Linked DNA regions of Mus musculus: regions 1 and 2 are each linked to region 3. A link is a contact called in public Hi-C and HiChIP or PLAC-seq data. All regions are on one chromosome and are shown on one strand. The core of a region is the stretch at or near the end of the contact, and the rest is flanking DNA. Distances in the headings are between cores, read along the strand shown. Region 1 overlaps Ets1 (E26 avian leukemia oncogene 1, 5' domain). Region 2 has its middle 17 kb from the start of Gm31928. Region 3 overlaps Gm3331 (a long non-coding RNA gene).

The links. A called contact is a pair of places that touch in the nucleus more often than the background predicts. HiChIP or PLAC-seq counts read pairs in DNA pulled down with a chosen protein or histone mark.
Region 1: a contact with region 3 is called in a Hi-C map of uterus, with 2.2 times the contacts expected there. The contact joins two enhancer-like sites. A contact is called at or near these places in 5 of 484 Hi-C or Micro-C datasets (double positive thymocytes and uterus) and 3 of 115 datasets of contacts at active chromatin or transcription factors (bone marrow-derived macrophages, cardiomyocytes and fibro-adipogenic progenitors).
Region 2: a contact with region 3 is called in an H3K27ac HiChIP or PLAC-seq map of double positive thymocytes, with 2.4 times the contacts expected there. The contact joins two enhancer-like sites. A contact is called at or near these places in 1 of 484 Hi-C or Micro-C datasets (bone marrow-derived macrophages) and 2 of 115 datasets of contacts at active chromatin or transcription factors (double positive thymocytes and large pre-B cells).

The regions. Positions count from the first base shown.
Region 1 is chr9:32,669,973-32,674,216 of GRCm38.p6, forward strand. The region is part of intron 3 of Ets1 (E26 avian leukemia oncogene 1, 5' domain); the gene reads left to right. Among named protein-coding and RNA genes, the nearest start is that of Ets1, 36 kb to the left of the region's middle. Within about 2 kb of position 2,744, at least 187 of the 459 cell types and tissues checked have an H3K27ac peak or open chromatin away from gene starts, as enhancers often do. A contact at or near this core is called in double positive thymocytes and uterus, where this site is marked.
Region 2 is chr9:32,611,814-32,615,886 of GRCm38.p6, forward strand. No RefSeq gene overlaps it. Among named protein-coding and RNA genes, the nearest start is that of Gm31928, 17 kb to the right of the region's middle. Within about 2 kb of position 1,293, at least 57 of the 459 cell types and tissues checked have an H3K27ac peak or open chromatin away from gene starts, as enhancers often do. A contact at or near this core is called in double positive thymocytes, where this site is marked.
Region 3 is chr9:32,814,177-32,818,426 of GRCm38.p6, forward strand. All of the region lies in intron 2 of Gm3331 (a long non-coding RNA gene), which reads left to right. Among named protein-coding and RNA genes, the nearest start is that of Gm3331, 33 kb to the left of the region's middle. Within about 2 kb of position 2,560, at least 48 of the 459 cell types and tissues checked have an H3K27ac peak or open chromatin away from gene starts, as enhancers often do. A contact at or near this core is called in double positive thymocytes and uterus, where this site is marked.

The DNA.
Region 1 (4,244 bases), core at 1,494-3,993, 140 kb before region 3:
GAGGCCAGGTTCATGGTCTCTCCTGGGGCTTTGTCATCTGGCCCAGCGGCTGGGAGGGATCAAACCTGGGCAGTGTTTGGAAAGGGCATTGACAGGCAGGCAGGTGGGATGTTTCAGCAGGAAAGCAAGAGTCTCCAGTTTGGCTTTTCAAGTGTTGAGAGTGTTGAAGACATGCCAGCAAGACTTCAAGAGAGACTCACCTGGCCTGGAATGTTTATGCTCACAGCAGGTTTGTTCTTTCAGCTGACTGTGTCTGATGGCCACAGGGCTTAAAACCAGCGCTTCAAACTCCATCTGCTGCACATTTCTGTTCTGTCTCAGGACACATTTTTCTTTTTCTAGGACACTCTTTTTTTTTTTTAGAGGTTCTTTGTTCTTCAAAACAATTCTAAGCCCCTGAGTCTGTGAGTACCACTGATGACATTGGATATTACAATATTGGACTAATCTGTCCCAGATAGAATGCTCGGCTCTTTCTGCCAGAGAAGGCTATGGTAGCCTATAGTGAGGTACATGAGGAGCCTTTCAGGGGCCCCCATTCTCAACATTTTATTGGATGTTCTTGATTTTCCAACTCAATGTGGCACAGTCTAAACTTTGACAAGGCAGTTCCTTACAACTAATTTGTTTTTATTGTTGTTGTTGTTGTTATTACTATTATTTAAGTATTTACTTATTTTTCAGACAGTCTCTATGTAGCCCTGACTGGTCTGGAAAAGGCTATGTAGCCTAATAGGAGAGAATTGTCTTTCTGTAAATAGGGTCTGACCACTAAGGGAGATGGGCAGCTTGGGTTCCTCTGATCCTGGTTTGGCAGCTGTGCTATCTCAGAAAGAGCTAGCTATAGTCTTGTCTCAAAGTTCATCTTTCCCAAAAGACCAGGTCTAACTGCCCTTCTTGGGTCCCTAGAGGAAGGTGTCCAGGGACGATCTTTTCACACACCTTCCCCATCACATCTCTGAGGGGCTTTAAGTACATACTGGAATAAAAGGTCATAGGTGAGGCTAGCCCCAAATCCACTCACTGCTCCTCCATGTTTGTTTGCATTTACTCTGTGGGTTTTTGTTTTTTGTTTTGTTTTTTATATCAAGGTATCTGTGTGCCTGAGCCTTCCTCTGCAAGGGAAAGTGGATTCCTGGCCAGCTGTGGGTGGCTGGTTCCTATTGGCCAGGGTTTACTGCCTCCTCTCTTAGACTCCCACCTTCTGCCTCCTTGAAACCTTTGAATGTGTGGTCCTTAACATTCAGATTCTTTGTGTGAGGGTATGACTCTAAATAGAACTGGGTCTAGTTCAAGGGTTTAAATTGGTTTGGTAGAGAGAGCAAGAACACAGCATCATGTCCTGGAGTTTTTAATACATTTCTTGGGTTTCTAATCTTCAACAGACAGGTCCTTAACCTTATTTTTGAGTTCTTATGCTGGTTTCATAATTTAAGACATGAAAGGCCTTGGTCAATGGACAATAAATGCCACCCTTCCTATGAACCATAGTTCAACGATGAAGTTAAAGGAGCCAGAGAAAGAAGGTGTCTGACTCTGACCTAAAAAGCTTTGACTACTTTCTCATTGCCCAAGGCACATCCTACCCTCAGGCTCTCTCTTTCCTCCTTTTTTTCCACCCCCGCCCCCCCCCCCGTGCCCTCTCCTTCTCCTCTTTTTCTATCATATATAACACATATATTACATCTGCCAACATTGTCCCCACTATAACTCGTTTCACCAGTAAAAAGAGAGGGGTACCTGAGAAGAAGTACCCAGGGCATTCTGGGATTGGGGCTCACTGGAGCTATGCTAAGGAAAAGTCAGGACTTTGGCTGGCTGTGTGTGAGAGAATGAATCCTTTCCTCGGTGCTGGGAAAGGAAGGAGACCCAGGTGCAGAAAGAGCGTCTCATCTCAGCAGGGCGAGCAGAGTGACAATTAGCATGCAAGCCTTCTGTTGGCCTGACCACCTGATAGATAAATTCCTTGTTTCTCAAAAAAGCCAAGGAAGTAACAGCATTGCACTGGAACTCTCAGGGGGCTCTGGAGGGGCGGGGGAGTTCTCTTAACTTCTTCAAACCGCAAATATTTAGTCCGAGTTGGGAAAAGGTCCCCGGGGCACCAAGTTCTTATTGGATTCTAGCAGTTTGACCCCTCTTCTGGAACAGGGGCGGGGGCGGGGTGGCCACTGCTGGCTGGCGTCGCCTGCTCGTCTCCTCTCAGCTCCCGCGGGCCGGCTGCTAGCGGGCGCTGCGGATCTCTGTGAATGGAAATGGTCGGGTGGGTGGATGATGTGAGAGGGCTGGGGCTGATCTGAGTTGAGAGGGGGTGTGAGAGCCGAGGGGGTGGGGACGGCCGGGCAGGGACAGCCTGTGGTGCTCACGTCTGGCCGGGAGAGACTCTTGGCCTCCAGATGTTCAGTGTGTTTATAGCTGCCAGAGCAAGAGACCAGCTCCCTCGTTAAGAAGTTGCTTTCTTGAGCTGCAGCTTCTGCAGCTGGAGGCTGCGCCCTCCCTTCCCCCAGGCTGGTCCCTCACCCCGACCCCGCCTTCCTCCTCTGCAATCCTCCCAAAATACACGAGCACACAAAAAGAAAAACACCAGCAGATTTTTTATTTCAGAGAGTAAACACTTGGGCCGTGGGGGTCTGGAGGTTATGGGAAAAGAGGAAACCATCCAGCTAATCAGGCAGCACACACTTCCCCCGCTGAAATAAAACAGAAATCTTTGCTCCGCAGGGCTGCCGGGTTAACCCCGGCACTGCCAGCCAAGCAGCGCCCCAGCGGCCCGCCCCGAAGTGGGGTATCCAGGCCCCACCTTGGGCAGCTGCCACTGCTGACTCTGGGAGGGGAGAGGCCTGGCCTGCCTGACCTGCCTGCTGTCCCCTTGGTTTGTGGTGGCACATCTGCTTAAGAAACAGATGAGATTCTGAACTTAGATTTAGATTGCAAGAGGCTAATGGGAGTTCTAGATAGGTGGGGTGTAAGCAAGGGCACCACTCCCTGCCAGGAGAGTCCTTGCTGTTAGGAAAGCCAGCTTGTTTGCCTGCTGTCCCTCCCTCCCTCTCTCCTTGTCTCCCTTCTCCTACCTTCTCTCCATCCCTGCCCCCCCCTCCACCTCAGTTCTCTCCTTCTAGTTCTTTCCCTACTAAGGGCCTTCAGAGTCTATATCCCTTCATTTGCCCCCTAGCTGCCTGTCCAGAGACCATAAATATCCTGTGGGGCAAAAGTCAGGGGTCAAACAGGAGGCCTAATTGCACTATGGGAGAGATCACCTCTCCCTGGGCAGCCTTTGGCCCTCAGAACTCGCCCCTGTGCATAGCCTCTGCCTTTCAGTTCAGACCCTGCCCTATCTCACTGTCTGGAGGGCTGGCTCTCTCTTCTCTGCATCACTGTGGTTTTTTGTTTGTTTGTTTTTTGTTTTTTAATATGGATGGGCTTCCTATTCCTGAGCATCCTATTAAGCCTTACCTATGGCCTTTGAAGACTCTTGCTTCTTAATAAAACAGATTTCCACAAACTCTATTCACCCTTTCAGGTGGCATTTAAACCTCAGCCTCCAAAGCAAGCAAACTGCTTTGCAAGTTGGAATTCCTTTCTTGAAGACCTTGTCAAGAGGTAGTGGGAAAGCAGAAACACCAGTGATTTAAACAGCGATAGAACCAGGTCCTAACTGCCTGTGTCTTTTATTGGGTCTCCTGCTTGTACATCACCAACCCTGAAGACCTTCTACCAAGTCTTAAATCTGCTAATTGTCACAGATTTTCTTCTTCTTCTTCTTCTTCTTCTTCTTCTTCTTCTTCTTCTTCTTCTTCTTCTTCTTCTTCTTCTTCTTCTTCTTCTTCTTCTTCTTCTTCCTCCTCCTCCTCCTCCTCTTCTTCTTTTCTTCTTCTTCTTCTTCTTCTTCTTCTTCTTCTTCTTCTTCTTCTTCTTCTTCTTCTTCTTCTTCTTCTTCTTCTTCGTCAGAAATGATCTTGCCAAAAATAATACATACAAGAATTTTGCTTTCCCCTGCTTCTCAGCATGATCTGGGACTCCAGAGAAGTTAGGATCTCCTACAGTAAGGGGAAAGGTTCCATTGTGCCCCGCAGAAGCAGATAGGGAGAGCACACCAGCATATCTTGTTTAACAGCAATGAATTCACTGTTGTCAACTTCCTTCCTCCAAATCCCTTTCCACTGCTGTGGCTGATCCCCAGAGACTGTATTTAAATCTGGAAGTTGTTTCCATCCCATTGTCTTGGAGATAAGAATCACGGCCTGGCT
Region 2 (4,073 bases), core at 43-2,542, 200 kb before region 3:
AAACAGAAGGAAGAAATGGATCACATCATCTCCGCGTTAGATATCGTTTGGCTATGCTCAGTGCTCACACACGATGATAAGGAAACGCCTGCTGCTGCTTCTCAGTCTGTCCCTGCAGTTACTGACCAGGTAGCAAATGCCTCGCTATGTCCCCAGGTCAGATGGTCCATCTATTTTCCATTGGCATACTGTCTGAGGAACATGAGCTGTGGAAACCAGCTTCTATCCCAAACTTCCAGGGCTGATCTATACAAGTGGAAGAAAACATCCAAAAATGTAGAGAGCTTCATCTGGGGGGAGGGGGTTGAGCTTGCTAAACCCACCCTGACAGTTGCTTCCCTGGCTTCCCCTATGCCTACCGGCTCATCTCCACTCTGAGCCAGCCCTGATGGCAGTACCTTGCGTGTTGTGAAAGGGGACCACTTGCTTCCTTTAAGGCTAGAGGAGACCTGCACCACTCATAGACTGTGTGCACCATGATCTGAGTCACATGAGCCTTGTTCACTTGGGGTGCTGACTCTAACTCTTGGTACTAGGAAGTTGCCTTGAGGTTTTAGCCTCATGTTTAAATCCACTGCCCAGACTAAAGTCCTAGCCTAGAGTAAGGGAACATTTTAGGTCATCTCCCACGGCTCTTTCTTGGAGCTGAATCTAGCTTTCTAATGTATCAACCACCCCACCACCAGGCCTGACTGGATCTTGCATGCCAGAGCAGAGCTTTGCTCCCTCGGGTTCTCTCAGCTGGCCTCTGGCACCAAGCAACTCCGTTCACACTTGGACTCTGCTGCTAAACTGAGCTAGACCCTTGCCTTGGCTCTAAACGATGTGCACTTTGCATCACACCAAGCTCCTTCTTGGTTCCCTCTTCCTCCTTTTGCCATCTGCCTGAGGACCATGGCGCCAAGGCTTGTTCATATTCTTGCAGACCACAACAGCAGTCTAATTCAGAGAAAATATCTCACCAGGATCCTTGGTACTTGGATGTATAGTCTAGGGCAGGGGGGACCTGTTAGGACCCAGAACCTGGTGAATGCAAGTCTCCCTTGGACTAACACAGATTAGTACAGACTCCTACATTTTGTGCCACATGAAGAAATGGGGTTTAATGCACAACACGGGTAGAGCTTAGAACTAAAGCCAATCACATGGCAGAACCCACCATCCCTCCGATCCTCAGCCCCATACAAGTGGTTGTTCTGACCATCCTGGTATGAGACATTTACCAGTCTCTGGTCCCTACCAACCATGAGCTACACAAGCCACAGGGCCCCAAGCTGCAGGTGGTAATTTGCATAGGGCAGTGTCTCCTCTCCCAGGAGGTTAGGCCTCTCTGAGTTTCTTTTCTGTACAAGGGGAGTCGAACAGTGTCTTTAAAAAGAAAGAAAAACAAGACGGGTGACTTTGCTTGGACCTGGGTAGTAAGGTGTTCCAAAGTCTCTGTGGAAGTAGCTATTTCTGGCCCCATTGTCGTCTGGGTTACAGAGGAAGGCCTCCTGGCAATTCTTTGCTTGAAAGACAGAAACAGAACATTGTTTCTGACGGCTTTGATTTAATGGCCAAAAACAGTTATAGGAAACTGTTGAGCAGATGTTCTGAGAAACTCAGAAGAGACTGGGTCTTTGAGAAGGGCTATTTTTAGACAAATGCTTCCTACCATTGGGGGCTTCAGTACTTACAAAGGGGGATGTAAAAGCAGAGAAAATGTGGGAGAGAAGGGGGGAGCACAAAAGTGTGTGCTTCTAGGGCCTTTGGATATTTTGACAATCACAGTTCAAGTTGCTGTCCGCCTTCCCATGATGTGCTAGGTGCTAGGAAATCTCCATCATCTGTTCATTCTTTATTCCCTGTCCAAGCTCCAGGAATAGTCAGTGAGGCTGGTTTCCTGACCACTGTATTTTCTCACCTCTCTTTACCCAAACCCATCTTTCACCTCCTTTCTATCTGTCTCTCCCGTTCATTTCTCTTTAATCCTTCATTTCATGCTCAGCTGTTACTTTCCCCCTCCTCCAAGAAGCCTTCCCTGAATGCCCTGGGACAAACTGGGCCCCCTTCTCCATTGTGCAGTGAGCTTGGTCATGACTGTTCTGCTTCTGTGCCTTCCTTTTTACTCAGACTGGAAGCTTGTGGAGGCTGTGGACCCTTCTGCTGTCCCCACTTAGCACTTGCCAGGGCAATCGTAAGCACCGGGGTCACAGAATGTAAGTATGGATGTGTGGGAAGGAAGTGATCAACTGAGCATATTCATTGGGTTAGCCCTTCCAAGCTTCACCTACAGTGGCAGAAATTTATCTCCCTGTCACAGGTTTTCAAATCAAACCCAAATGGTTACTATGATTAAGATAATAGACTAGTGACTACAGTTTGAGGCAGTCTTTACTGTTTCCAGGAATCTGGGACTTTGGGACAGTCATTTGGAGAACTGTCATACGAACGCATCTAGATGCGGATATCATCTATCTTTTAATTCTAAGCTTCTGTTTTCCCCACCTCGCTAGGGACAATCATTTTCTGGGACTGGGGAAAGGGCAGAACTTCCAGAGGTCATTGGGTGTATGGTTCCAGTACAGCATCACTCGTAATGGAAAAGTTAGATAAACAGGAGGCCAGAGCACCTCATTTGCTGCTGTGGCTGGAGCCACATCCAGTTGGAACAAGAGGACAGTGGGGCTGCCCAAGGGACGTCTGACTGGTGGCATCATAGTAGAGGGCACTGACGCCTCAGTCCTCCTACAAAGTCCGGGAGGAATGAAGTCCGTTCTGTGTACCCCATCATAGACTCCATAACTTGAGCAGCCCTCCTTGAGCACGGTCCAGAGAGAGCATTTTCTGAATGAGGTTAGGTGCATTGGATGCATGGAACAAGGGTCATCCCGGCCTCCCCAGGGGCCAACGGCCACATTGCTGCACTCTGGTCAGGAGCTTCCGTGTTTCCCGGGGGTTGAGTTCAGACAGAACTTGTTTGGGGTTTATGGCTTTTTAATGAATCTTTCCATCTCTTTTTATTTTTGTAGAAGCATTAATAAAACACAGTATCTGTGCGCTAAAAACAGTCCAAAAATCATGCCTATTTTACTGGAAAAGAGGCATTTTTTGTTTGTTTGTTTGTTTGTCTTTAATTAAAATAGGGTCTCATGCAGCCTGCGATAACCTTACTATGTAGCCAAGGATGACCTTGAAGCCCTGGCCCTCCAGCTTCTATCTCCTGAGTGTCAAGACTACTGAGTGCTGGGATTTTGAGCATGCATGACCACACCTGATTTTTGTAGCACTGGGATTCGAACCCAAGGCTCTGTGGTACCAGGTGAGTACTCTGACAGTTGACATCTGGAAATCCCTATCAAAGTTCAGAATGTAAAGGGCTCTTCCCACCACACCCACCCCTCTGGGTGCTGAGCTCTGCTCTCTCTATTTTGTTCTGTAGATGAAGGCTCTGCCCTGGTCAGAGAGGTGAAGTAACTTGCTCAGAAACACACAGCAGCAGGAGGGTGAAATGCTTTCCAAGCAGTTCAGGTTTCCTTGATAACAGAGGCCAAGTTCTGTCATTTCCACACTAGGCAAGCCTCACCACTGAGCTCCACTCCCAGCCTTCCCAGGAATTTTTATCTGGGTGTTCTTCAAGAGTTTCTTCATTAAAGCTTTCCCTTTCATCGTTGCAATTCTGTTTGAGTTTGCTCCCGGCTCATCCCCCTTTTCCAGGCCTTAGGTTTCTCATTTTGGCCACCAATACCTACAGACCAAGACGCCTCAGAGCGAAAGACAGGGGAGGGTCTTTCAGACCCGAGATCTGAAACAGTGATGTTTCAGAAACATGAACAGCAGCCATGAATGTAGCTACCCTCACTATCTGTGGTTTTGCTTTCCATAATTTCAGTTACCTATGGTCAACCACAGTCCGAAGATATAAATGGAAAATTCCAGAAGTAAAATTTTAAAAATTGTTAAGTTATAAATAACTGTGTTATAGAGTATGCTATGGCAACCATTCTATTGTATTATAAGTTACTGATGTTAACCTCTTACTAATTTATAAACAAAACTCTACCCTAGGAATGTATGTATGGACTACCATACCA
Region 3 (4,250 bases), core at 1,310-3,809:
TGCACAGATTTGTATTAGAGGGACCTGGGAGACAAGATGGCTCCCTCACCTGCCCTGGAGATCAGAGTCTGCCCAGGTGGCCACCTCTCCTCTAGCGGGGTAGATGCCCGGATGTCTGCAGCCCAAAACAGGGCCTGTCCCAAAAGCTGTGTCGATTCTGCAGTCTGTTCGCTCACCTTCTGCAGTCCCTTGTCAATATTTTCTAAAACAAAGAAAAAATTAGGGAAATTGTTGGAATTGGTAGAATCTGCCATCTTCTAGAAAACTAGGAAGTAACAAATTGAAAAAACTCTTGGTTATGCCAGATGTGGACAGCTGCTGATTTAGAAATATAGGAAGTTTTGAGCAAAGGGAAGAAAGGAAGAATGTATGTTACTAGAAGTCTGTGTAAGAAATAGAGAAATGTGAATGGAACACTCAGCTTCCATGAACTCAAAACTGTAGATAATATAAACAGGGGTATTAGGGATGAAATGTCTCAGGGCATACTCTGATTCTCTTCATAGATGACGAAAGGCAAAGGAGACATCTGGTCCCTGTACCTATGTCTGCTAGATCTATGTTTGGAATATTAGTGTTGTGTGCAAGGGTCCATGGTTACATGACTCCTAGGATAGCGGTCTCTAAATGTATATGGGCCGTGACTTTCTTTGTTTTATGGAATAAAGCTACTCTCTTTCATCCATTGCTCTAAACAACAATAGCAAAAACAAAAACAAAAACAAAAACAAAAAAACAAAAAACAAACAAACAAACAAAACCCCCCCATATCAGGCTAACTGAAAGTGAATCAGAAAACCATGGACTTAGATGAAATCAGGCTGTCTGGTGTTCAAATTTGGGTCAAATTCCAGAGTTTTAGTACTGAATTCCTTTGTATAATTTCTTATCAGATATATCATTAATGTCCTTGCCTAGGATTGATAAGCATTCTATGGACTGAAAAGGACTGAAAAGTTACTGTGAGCTTATTTGAGCTAATCTTTCAAAGATGAGGGACTTTATTTTCAATTTCTTTGGGGGATCCAAAATGCCATGCAAATGACCAGTGTGGGTCGCTTAATTGTTTGGGGTCAGACAAAATCTGGCAGGGGAGGATGGGCTTTGGTTTTGCAAATTGATGATTGCACAAACTGGGGAATGGATAACAACTTCTCTTTTCCAGAATGGCTTTCTCAGCATATGGGAACCACAACCAAGTTAGCAGGATCCTGAAGCAAGCAGGCGGACATGGACCAAATTCCAGAGAATAACATGGGGAATCCAGGGGGTTATCCTTACCTCACATAAGGATGTATATATAGCTCACATGAGGACACTAAGCTTCTTCTTAGCCTTCTTCAACTTCTTCTCAGTCTCATTTATTACACCAGAACACTCAACTGCTGGTCGCTTGGTCCGCCACTGTTACATCCTCTTCTGAAAAGCTCGAAGGAAGCACAGTGACATTCTGCCTGTAGTTGGCACAGCAGTGAGATCAGTATGCACACTACATATGCGGTCTGCTTTATAACGTTATTGCTCAGAAACAGGATGGAGGGTGTGCTGGCTCAGAGGTACTGGGAGAACCACAAAAGAGACACCTGGTGAGAGCTGCAAAGGAAGCAAGGACTGCTGACAAGGGTCACTTGGTGTGAGGTTCTCCACTGGGCACAAGATTACTTGGCCAATCTATTCCAAGTGGGGCATTTTTTTCCCTGTGGAACGTTCCCTTATCCCTCCTTCTTTTCCACCTTTCCAGAATTTCTGAAGATACTTTCATCTCTGACCATCTGCCATTGTTTTACCTTACCACCACTGCCCATGCGACATATAGAGGCTGTTAAATGGACAGATGATTGAGACTGTGGTATGGAAGAGGAGCTATTAGAACATTTAAACCCTGAGAATCTTGCATGTGGGGTATCATTCCTTTCTTTATGATTTTTATGCTAATAGTTTGGTGGCAAAATATTTTACCAGAGACCGGGGAGTGACCAACAACCAAACCATTTGGAAGAAGCCATTCTACATCAAAACTTGTCTATCATACCCTTAAAATCAGCCAATTACTGTGGCAATTTGTGTGAGAGAGTGTGTGTGTTCTTTCACTTTTCTTATTCTTTGAGGCAAGAGAAAACATTACTTGCGTGCTAATGGGCAGAGGTCTTTCAGGGCGCATGCGCCAGAGCATATACTTTTCTACAGGGTCCTCCTGCTTGGTGTTTCTGTAAGCAGAGCAGAATCACATTGCACCATTGCTTCCTTTCTCTCTGTGCTTAGAAGCTTGACCACTCCAGAGACTGCTGCACCAAGGGCTTCTGAGAAATGCAACCCTTGCCTGAGGATGCTGGGAAGAAATAGCAGCGGAGCCAGTGTCCTCTTTACAGAACTCCTCAAGTCACAGAACGCTGAGTTCTCCTGGTGGTCATGGGTTCATGCTACTTCATCTTACAGCTAAAGAGACCGACTTCCAGAGGGAAAAAAAGAAACTTGACTAGACCTTCCCTACAACAGAGCTGGGACACAGCCTGGGCTTCTAAGCTCCCTGTAGTCAACTGCAGCTCCCCAGGGCTTCCTCCTTCCTTCCTCCAAATCTGGAGGACCCGAGAGGGGACAGCTGTGGGTAGTTTTGCGCACAGGTGTTTCCGTTGGTTCCCAGACTCTGCTGCTTTTCTGGGAGACTCATTTGTAGGCTTTGCCCCGTCTCTTGAGATTCCCGGATCGCAGTCTAGACCGACTCCAGAGACTTCCTTCTCAGGGGCATCCAAGAGAGGTCAGCTATTCATTCTCGCCTGAGTCATAAGGGGTGGGCACGGTCCCAGGATCTTGCTTCTTAAGACTCAGCTCAATGTCCACCTGACTCAGCAGGAGCTGCTGACTTTCCTGGGGATGCTCTCACCAGAAGTTATGAGGTTGTGTTTCTGTTTCTGTGAGGAGGAGACAAAAAGAGCTGACAGTGACCACTGGGAAGGAGAAGGCACACACACAAACACAGCATTCTCAACCCTATAAATAACCCTAATTAAAAAGAAAACACCAGCATGCTCTCATCTTTTTAACTTTTTTTCTGGTTGGACATCATGGGAGGTCCTCCCAGAGGAACATCTAGGCTTGCCAACAATAACCAGGCTCTGAGAAAGAGAAGTTTCTATGTCTCTGTCTCTCTCTGTCTCTCTGTCCCTCTGTCTCTGTCTGTCTCTGTCTCTATGTCTCTGTCTCCCTGTCTTTGTCTCTCTCTCTGTCTCTCTCCCCCTTTGTCTCTGTCTTTCTGTCTCTCTCTCTCCCCCTCTCTCCCAGCCAGTTCGAATCTCAAGCATCTTTTTCTCACCATTCGTTCTGATCCTCCCTTCCCCCTTTCTGTTCTTTAAGGTGATGCTCACCCTGTCTCTGAATTTGTATTCTACCCTGAAGTATGAAGCACTGTCAGTTGATTTATGAGGGCAGTTCAGTGGGGCATCATTCATCACACAATTAAAATAGTGCATGAGGGCTTCCCCTGGAGGGAGGTTTTGGCTATTCTAGACTCATTTTTAAAACGGACCAGATAACAGGAGACACAGCACAGAAGTCGCTTTCTCTTACAAAACAGGAGGAATGGGGAATGCAGCTTAGCTGTCTAAGAAAGCTCTTTGAGCCCCACCAGGAGGGCAGAGTCTCTGTACAACTAGAGTATGGGGAGGCTACTTCAGGTGACAGTCTGAGGTCCCAGTGTGGCCCAGCCTTCTGTTTTGTGAAAGAGGATCCAGGCCTGAGAATTTTATAGGACCCTCCCTACGCTCCAGGACACACAGTGGGACATGAACTGAATGGAGGAAGAACTAAGCGCTCAGTTTCAAGTTAGAGTTCTTCAGCATTTAAACTTAGAAAGTATGGTCATTTAATTCCCAACATTGTAAAACAGAACAAAACAAAGCATTGCGAGAAGTTTTACTAGCTTAGATTGATGCAGCTAAACATCAGCAGGGCCAAAGGCTCTCATAAATGCAGCAATCCTAGGTGGTCTCTTCAACATCACACTCCTTATTTGTGTGTCTCATGCCAGTTTTAGATCCCCAAACAATCCCACACACTTAGACCACAACTATTTATTGAGCATAAATATTTAGTGCCCCTCCATGCTTCCAAGTATCCAGTGAATAATGCTATCATTTTATTAATGACACTGAACTCCCCCCTCTCTGTATGTGTGTGTGCATGTAATGTGCATGTGTGGTATTCAGTGTGTGCATAGAGGCTTCCATATGTCTGAGTGTTTATATGCATTCGTA